Regions from separate parts of the Rattus norvegicus genome. Here region 1 is linked to region 2. Evidence: chromatin contacts called from public Hi-C data. All regions are on one chromosome and are shown on one strand. The core of a region is the stretch at or near the end of the contact, and the rest is flanking DNA. Distances in the headings are between cores, read along the strand shown. Region 1 overlaps Rin3 (Ras and Rab interactor 3). Region 2 holds the start of Rin3 (Ras and Rab interactor 3).

Region 1 (3,534 bases), core at 794-3,293, 45 kb before region 2:
CCTACCCTACTTTCCTTTTGTAGAAAAATCAGCCCTTTGTTGGATGAACACAAGCACCTTCAATATTCTAGCCTTAAGGCTTCCTCCTCTTAGATACCCTCACACAATAGATATTCTTTAGCCATTCTTCATCCATGTAGGTTCTCAGTGTTTTGAAAAGCAGGCACCCAGGTTGTACTTACTGTCATTCTACTGTTGACCTGGGGTGACGAGCTTCAGGGAACACCCTGGAATTGTTTCTATGGGTGTCAGCTAGTGCTTGGAATAGTCTATGAATTCTTGTCACAGGCATCTTAGTTCAAAACCTAACACGTGAACACATGGTCTTTGAAAGGAGGCAGAAGATGGTTCAAAAGAAGGGAGCATAGGTCAGAAGAGGTCCAAACTCCAAGATGTCTTTAATAGTACAAAGCCACCATGGAATCCAGGTATGGTGGTTTGCACCTGTCATAGTAGCAGCGGAAAGGTTGAGCTAGGGGGAGCATGAGTTCGAGGCCAGCCTGGATTATAGACCCTCCAAATAGTTTCCCCACAAACCCATATCTCTTCTGGTAGCCCTGTGTACACCCGGGAGTTTTGCCTTTGGAAGTGCTTGCCCATGTGACCCTAACGAAGGCTCTGGGATAGAGATAGGATAGTGACTGTTGGTTTCATTCCATGGAAAGAGAAAGCTGAATTTCAGAGAAGCTACATGACACATGGCAAATCATGGCTCGAGGATGTAGTAATAAGTCACTGGAACCCAGGACCAGACATCTTATTTTCTCCTCTTTCTCTGTTGTTCTTTGTGCTCAGCAAATGAGAGAGAACTTGACCATGGCTACCGGGAAGCAGAGCCTACATATAGGCTGTGAACAGAGAAAGTGAATGGTAAATGTGACTTTGCTTAATGTTTTGAAACAAGGCACAGGAGACACACCAACATGGGTATCCTCCTAAACTCTTACTTAATCCAAAGTGCTACCTTGGAGCCAACCCTAAGAATGATTTTCCCCATTCATGGGGGAAAGAATGTAGGGTCTGTAGCTCGCACGTTCTGCCGCTGTGGCTTGGAGTGGGGAAGGTGAAGTAAGAACTTACTAGACTTTTCTTCTTTGATGGGGTACTCCAGAACTTCAGTCGAGGTGTTCTTCAGAGAAGGGAAGTGGACACATAGCACCAGTCGCTTCAGGCTGCTGTCCCGGCACACCAGGAACATCTGAAACAGCAGAAGCAGGGGCTCTGTGAATCAGAGGCTTTGGCGGAGGCAAGGGGGTCATCAGCAAGATGGAAATCATCCAGAAGGAATCTGAAGCAAACATCTGGGGAAGGTGGTCACTCATCCCTTGAGAAAAGTGAACCTGACCCATATCCAAATTTGAGATCCCCAAGTCTCCATTTACACTGAGCCCATGCATGGTGGATGCATGGGGAAGCTGTGGGATTCTGTATGAGGGTGGTCTGGGATCCAGGCTCAGAAAAGCCTCCATAGTTGGGAGTTGGTTGAATGTCAATTCATTCTCTAGCACCCAGCTCTTTTGGGGGAGGGGGTGAGAAGGGGGTGGGAAGTATGTTGAAAACAATTATAGGTTATCGGGAAATTTAGACATTTTTTCCCTTTTGTAAAAATGAAAGTAGCTAATATTCTGTTTGGACCTCGTGGTACCAATTGAGCACGTCCTCGTGTGTGCTAAGCAGGGTGCTTCTACTATGCTCCAGCCTTCCTTCCACTCATTGTTCTTTATTTTGAGACAAGGTCTCCTTAAGTTGCCTGGGTTGTACCACTTTCGATCATGGAGTGGCTCTATCCGTCGTGGTCCCCAGGGGCGTGGCCTCCCAGGTGCAATGGAAGGGAGAAGCCTCTCCTTTGTTACAAACTGCTGCTTTATAAAGTCCTTCCCAGGCCACACTTCCTCCCCAGATGACACTTTCTAGAATGTTCTGACTCCCTCGAACATTCTATCAAGGGAAGGAAAGTGCTTGGTCAGTGTCCCCGTTCCCTCCATACTCACTCTGTCCCTGAACTCTGTCTCCTGGGCTCAGGTCCCAAACAGCTCAGCTAGAAATCCCAAGACTAGGAATGTGGCCAAGCGGTTGAGGTTGGCAGGAGCACAGGGATCCCAGGACATCCCCAAGTGTGAGGACATGACCCCGAGTGTGGGAGGTTCTGGAGAAGACCTCTCCTTAGGTCCCCAGTTCTGCTGCCACAACTACTGCTTATTAATCCCACCATGACACAGCCAGATCATCGTAGGCATGAATGTAGTGTCGTTAATAAAACACACAGTGGGCTCACTGTTCTGGTCCACAGCAGCTATGAATGCAGGGTTGCAATAAAACTCACAGTGATCTCACCACTCCTGGTCCTCGGCGGCTGGCATGTACTGTCTCCCCAGTTGGCCCCAAGCCTGAACTTGCAACTTCTCATACTAAGTCTACTAGGGGTGTGGTAATGAGGAAACAGAGGAGAGTCAGGTAATCCGGTTCTTAAGATGGAACCATCTCGCCATGCTCTTGAAGGTTCCACCATCTCGCCATGCTCTTGAAGGTTGCTTTGCTGTGAGCATGCATGGCCCATGTGGAAGTTAGCTGAGGTGGGAAATGGGAGACCAGTATCTCTCTTTCTCTGGGCAGGGTGGAGAGAACATGAGAACCAGAAGCAGAAGGGGGGAGAAGAGGAGTTGCTGGTCTGTTTCCTTGCTTCTAGATGCTTCCATTAGACCTTACTCCCTAGAGACAATGGCTGAGACACTGACCTTGAACTGTCCCAAGGATATCTCTCAAATATGAAGCTACTTTGTTTCCTCCACAAGTTCAAGATCAACTTGCTTCTTTGCCCACAGATCTGTGGGAACCAGTGGGGCTGGAGGAAATGCATGTCAATGAATGTATGAGTGGGTGTGCCATAATATGAAATACAGCTGGTCTTTGTTTCCAGTTCTTGGTACAGAGCTTCAAAACCCTGGGAATTTCCTGAGGCAGGGGCATCTGTCATTTGTAAGAACTTTTCCAGACCAGGCATGGTGTTATGCTAACAGGAGCCCTTGGTTTCAGAGGAGGGCTGAACAGGGATTTCAGACCAGCCCTGCCCTGACCTAGGGGCGATGAGCAGAGTTGGGGTGGGTACCATTTCATTCCTGCCTATGCAATGAGACCCCTGTAAAATGCAGCTGGCTAGATCTGGGAGCACATGTTGGAATTCTAGGGTTTCTGTCCTCCTATGAGTCTCTGTAAACTAGAAAAGTGACAGGGTGTGCAGGGGGCTCCTGGGCAGGAAAACCAGACTTCCTTAATTACAAGCTGCAGACCTCAGGCCTTGGCTCTGAGTGGAGAGAGGCCAGGGTGAGCTGTGTGGAAAGCAGATGACAGAAGCCGGCACTAGGACATCTGATCACTCCTGGATACTCAGCAGGGTGACTACTGACTGGCCACACTACCAAGGTGCCTGCTTCTGAGAGGTTTCCCTGGTTGAACAGGTCACTAGCAGACCTCAATGGTCTGCATCCTCACTAACCAGACTTGACAGACATTCGGGTCAGCAGTCTGGCTTCTCTG
Region 2 (3,433 bases), core at 602-3,101:
CAATTTAACCCTCAAAAACAACCTGTGTGTGAAGAGTTAGTGACTACTGATTATCCTTGTAAGTAAACCGAGGCACAATCAAATCACTGGTACAGGCATGCAAACAAGGAAAGGCGGGAGGAATAGGTCAGGCCAGGCCATCCTTGGGGAAAATGGGGAAGTAGATGAGATCAGAATCTGATTCCTCACCCTCCTTTTCTAACTGGCTTTACCTTCCCATCCAGAGTATAGCTGATACTTGCTCCCAGGAGACCCCTTCCGCATCGGAATTCCCAGTTTCCCAGCAGATGACATTTGTCTCAGTAGAGACAAGGAAAGCATCAACACAGAATTTCCGGGCTGTGGCTGTAGCTGGGATTGGGGGTAGGAGGACAGAGGCAGCCAAATCGAATCTTCACTACTTAAGGGCCCCTGATAGGACACTCCCAGTCCCTCCTATCTGAATGGAGGCCAGTTACATCCTACTGTCCCCAAACCCCGGAGGGCACAAGATGAGTACTGATAACTTTTTTGTTCCAAAGAGTGGAGGCTCAAAGAGATGAGGTCACAGAATTAAAACAGGCAGCCACGGGAATTCACTCGGGACCAGGCCCGGGACTTTTAAACGGAAATACAAAGTATGGTACTCCAGAGTCTCCTATCATCTGCTGCACCTCAGAAAGTCCTGGCTTTTACAGAAACTGCTTCCTGCTGACCCTTCCTGAGCTCTTCTCATGACTGGGTGGGATGACAGGACATTCCCAGCGGTGTGCAGCTCTGGGCAGTGGCCAAGGTCTCGAGGTGGGGGTGGGGTGGGGTAGGGAAGAGCACAAAAGTAGGAATCCCTCCCGAATGGCTGTCCCCAAGCCATTTAGTTCCACACACTTCATACTGCATCTGCGTCTGGGGGATCCCGCCAATCATTTGCACCCAAGCACCTTAGATCCTCCTCGCACACAGGCTCTGTGAAGGCCAGTCCAAAGGTCACTGTCCCCAGCTGATTCAGCAGGGTGGCAGATGGGATCCCGGCAGCGCCTCAATCCAGGCAGAAAGTTAGCTGCTGGATGGGCCTGCCTAAAGTTTTAAGTGCTTCTTATCTACTACCCTACTCCTCACCCCCATCCTGGCCCCAGGACCCAAGGACGCAAGCTGGAGCTCAAGCAGAGCAGCGGTGCACCATGGTGCATGGGGCTGACTGGGCTGGGGTAGCGAGTGCTTGCATCCAAAGTTCAGCCCTGGCTGGAGCCATGTCTACACAGATACCCTGGGCTCGAACATACTCTTACCAAACCCGCCCAGACGCACAGCGTGCGCGGCTTTTCCAGTTAACAAAGTCTGGGTTTGAAAGTTTGGCTAAGTGCGGCAGTCGCCAAGGCCGCCCCCTTTCCTTGCAGAACCCAGGTCCGGTCTTGGTCCCTACTGGGGGATCGCGCGGGGGGTGGGGTGGGGGCGCTCATTTCAGCATGACACCCACGATGTCCCATAGCCCAGAGCACTATCCGGGGCACCCAGGGCTCTAGGGGACCAAGCTGAGCAAAGGGCAGGACGCGGGCCACCTCGGGAGCGACGGGCACGGGTTGCCACTTACCCGGCAGGGTGGGCGCTCGCGGGAGCCTCGGCGCGTCGCATTGTGGGGCGGGCGATTGGGGACGCGGCGACCTCCGCGTGGCGCTGGCGCTGTCCCTCGCCGAGGGCCGGGCCGGCCGCCGCCGCCAGCCGCGCGCCCAGTGGGGAAGCGCGGAGCCGCTGCCTTCCACTTCCTGGATCGCAGCGCGCGGGGCTTGCAGGAAGAGGCCGGCCCTGGTGGTCAAGGGTTTTTTGTCAGAAGCCATTCGGCCGCGGCTGCTCGCAGCAGGGAGCCCCCTGGGGCGCGCGGAAGCCCGGCCGCGCCCCTGGGGCCGGGCCTGGAGGCGGGCGGTGCCGGGGTCGAGGACAACACGAACTGTGGCCGCCCAGAGCCTGCGAGGAAAACTCACAGGAAAGTTTCCAAGTTGGCACCGGGCAGCGTGGCCCTTAAGGGCCGGCAGGTGACGAGGCCCAGGGCCCGAATGAGACCTCTTACATCCCAGGGGGAACCACGACCCTCGCCCACTCCTGTTCCCAAGGCGGGCTACCACCTTCACGTCCCGACAGGTGGCCGTGCTATCTCTCTCTCTCTTTGATGCCTCCTCTGTTGAGAAGCTCACTATTTAACAAGGCAGATATCATGCACCAAGCCTAACATCTAAGGCACCTGTGCTAGATTCAACAGCCAGACAGAGGCTGAAGGAGAAAACCTACCAGTTTACACAACAGCTGCGAGGTGTGAGGCCTCTTCTTTAAGTGCCAGACACTCAAAAATGTCTCCTGAGCCAGCTAAGCCCGTGAGACCAGGTAATAGCGCACCTCAAATGTCACCTTGTCTAATTCATTCTCAGTCTGGGCATTATTTAGACAACTGGGGACAGATGAAATGTTGTGTGCTTGGGACTGTCTTGTCTTGTACATTTTAGAAGTAACCCAGTTTCCATCCACGTCCTTGGCTTCTGCCCATTATTACACTCTAATGCTAGAGTGTCCACACACCTGTCACAACCACTTCTCTCTTGGCATTTCCTCCAAATCAGCCTGTGGAAGTAAGAAGAGAAACATAATTAACAGTCTCCTGCTGTATTTGTCAAGCTCTGGCAGAACCTCTCAGGAGACAGCTATATATCAGGCTCCTGTCAGCATGCACTTCTTGGCATCAGCAATATTGTCTGGGTTTGGTGGCTGAATATGGGATGGATCCCCAGGATCCTTGCAGCCAAACATTGAACTGAGAATGGGGTCCCCAATGGAGGAGTTAGAGAAAGGATTGAAGGAGCTGAAGAGGTTTGCAACCGTGTAAGAACAACAATACCAACCAACCAGAGCTCCCAGGGACTAAACCACCATCCGCTGCATTTGTAGAAGAGGATGGCCTTGTTGGGCATCAGTGTCCCAGTGTAGGGGAATGTCAGGGCAGGGAGGTGGGAAGGGGTGGGTGGGGGAACACCCTCATAGAAGCAGAGGGAGGGGGATGGGATAGGGGATTTATGGATGGGAAACCAGGAAAGGTGATAACATTTGAAATATAAACAATAAAAAAGTCTCCCGCTGGGAACCGTACATGGGGCAGCTGCTTTGGCAACTCGGAGAATGAAATTACATAACCAAAGGGGGTTATTTCAGCTTTCAATTCCAGGTTACAGTTCATCATTGTGGGGAAGTCAAGGCAGGGTGTCAAACAGCTGGTCACATGACATCCAGTCACGAGAAAAGAGAAATGAATGTGGCCACGTTTGCCTGGCTTATGATCAGCGATCAGCTCACTTTCTCTACTCTTACACAGCTCAGGACAGCCTACACAGGGAATGGTGCTGCCCACAGTGGGTTGAGTCTTCCCACATCAATAACTCAAGTAAGACAGTCCCTCACCAGTATACTCACAGGC

Evidence for each region. Hi-C and Micro-C count contacts between places; a contact is called where the count stands out from the background.
Region 1: a contact with region 2 is called in a Hi-C map of liver, with 1.6 times the contacts expected there. The contact joins the enhancer-like site here to the promoter of Rin3 in region 2. A contact is called at or near these places in 3 of 12 Hi-C or Micro-C datasets (liver and psoas muscle).

What each region holds. Positions count from the first base shown.
Region 1 is chr6:127,239,965-127,243,498 of GRCr8, reverse strand. Rin3 (Ras and Rab interactor 3) reads right to left here. Exons shown (of 10, transcript NM_001414929.1): 3 at 1,081-1,198. Among named protein-coding and RNA genes, the nearest start is that of Rin3, 45 kb to the right of the region's middle. Within about 2 kb of position 2,043, at least 10 of the 93 cell types and tissues checked have an H3K27ac peak or open chromatin away from gene starts, as enhancers often do.
Region 2 is chr6:127,195,067-127,198,499 of GRCr8, reverse strand. Rin3 (Ras and Rab interactor 3) reads right to left here and starts at 1,851. Exons shown (of 10, transcript NM_001414929.1): 1 at 1,568-1,851. The coding sequence starts at 1,608.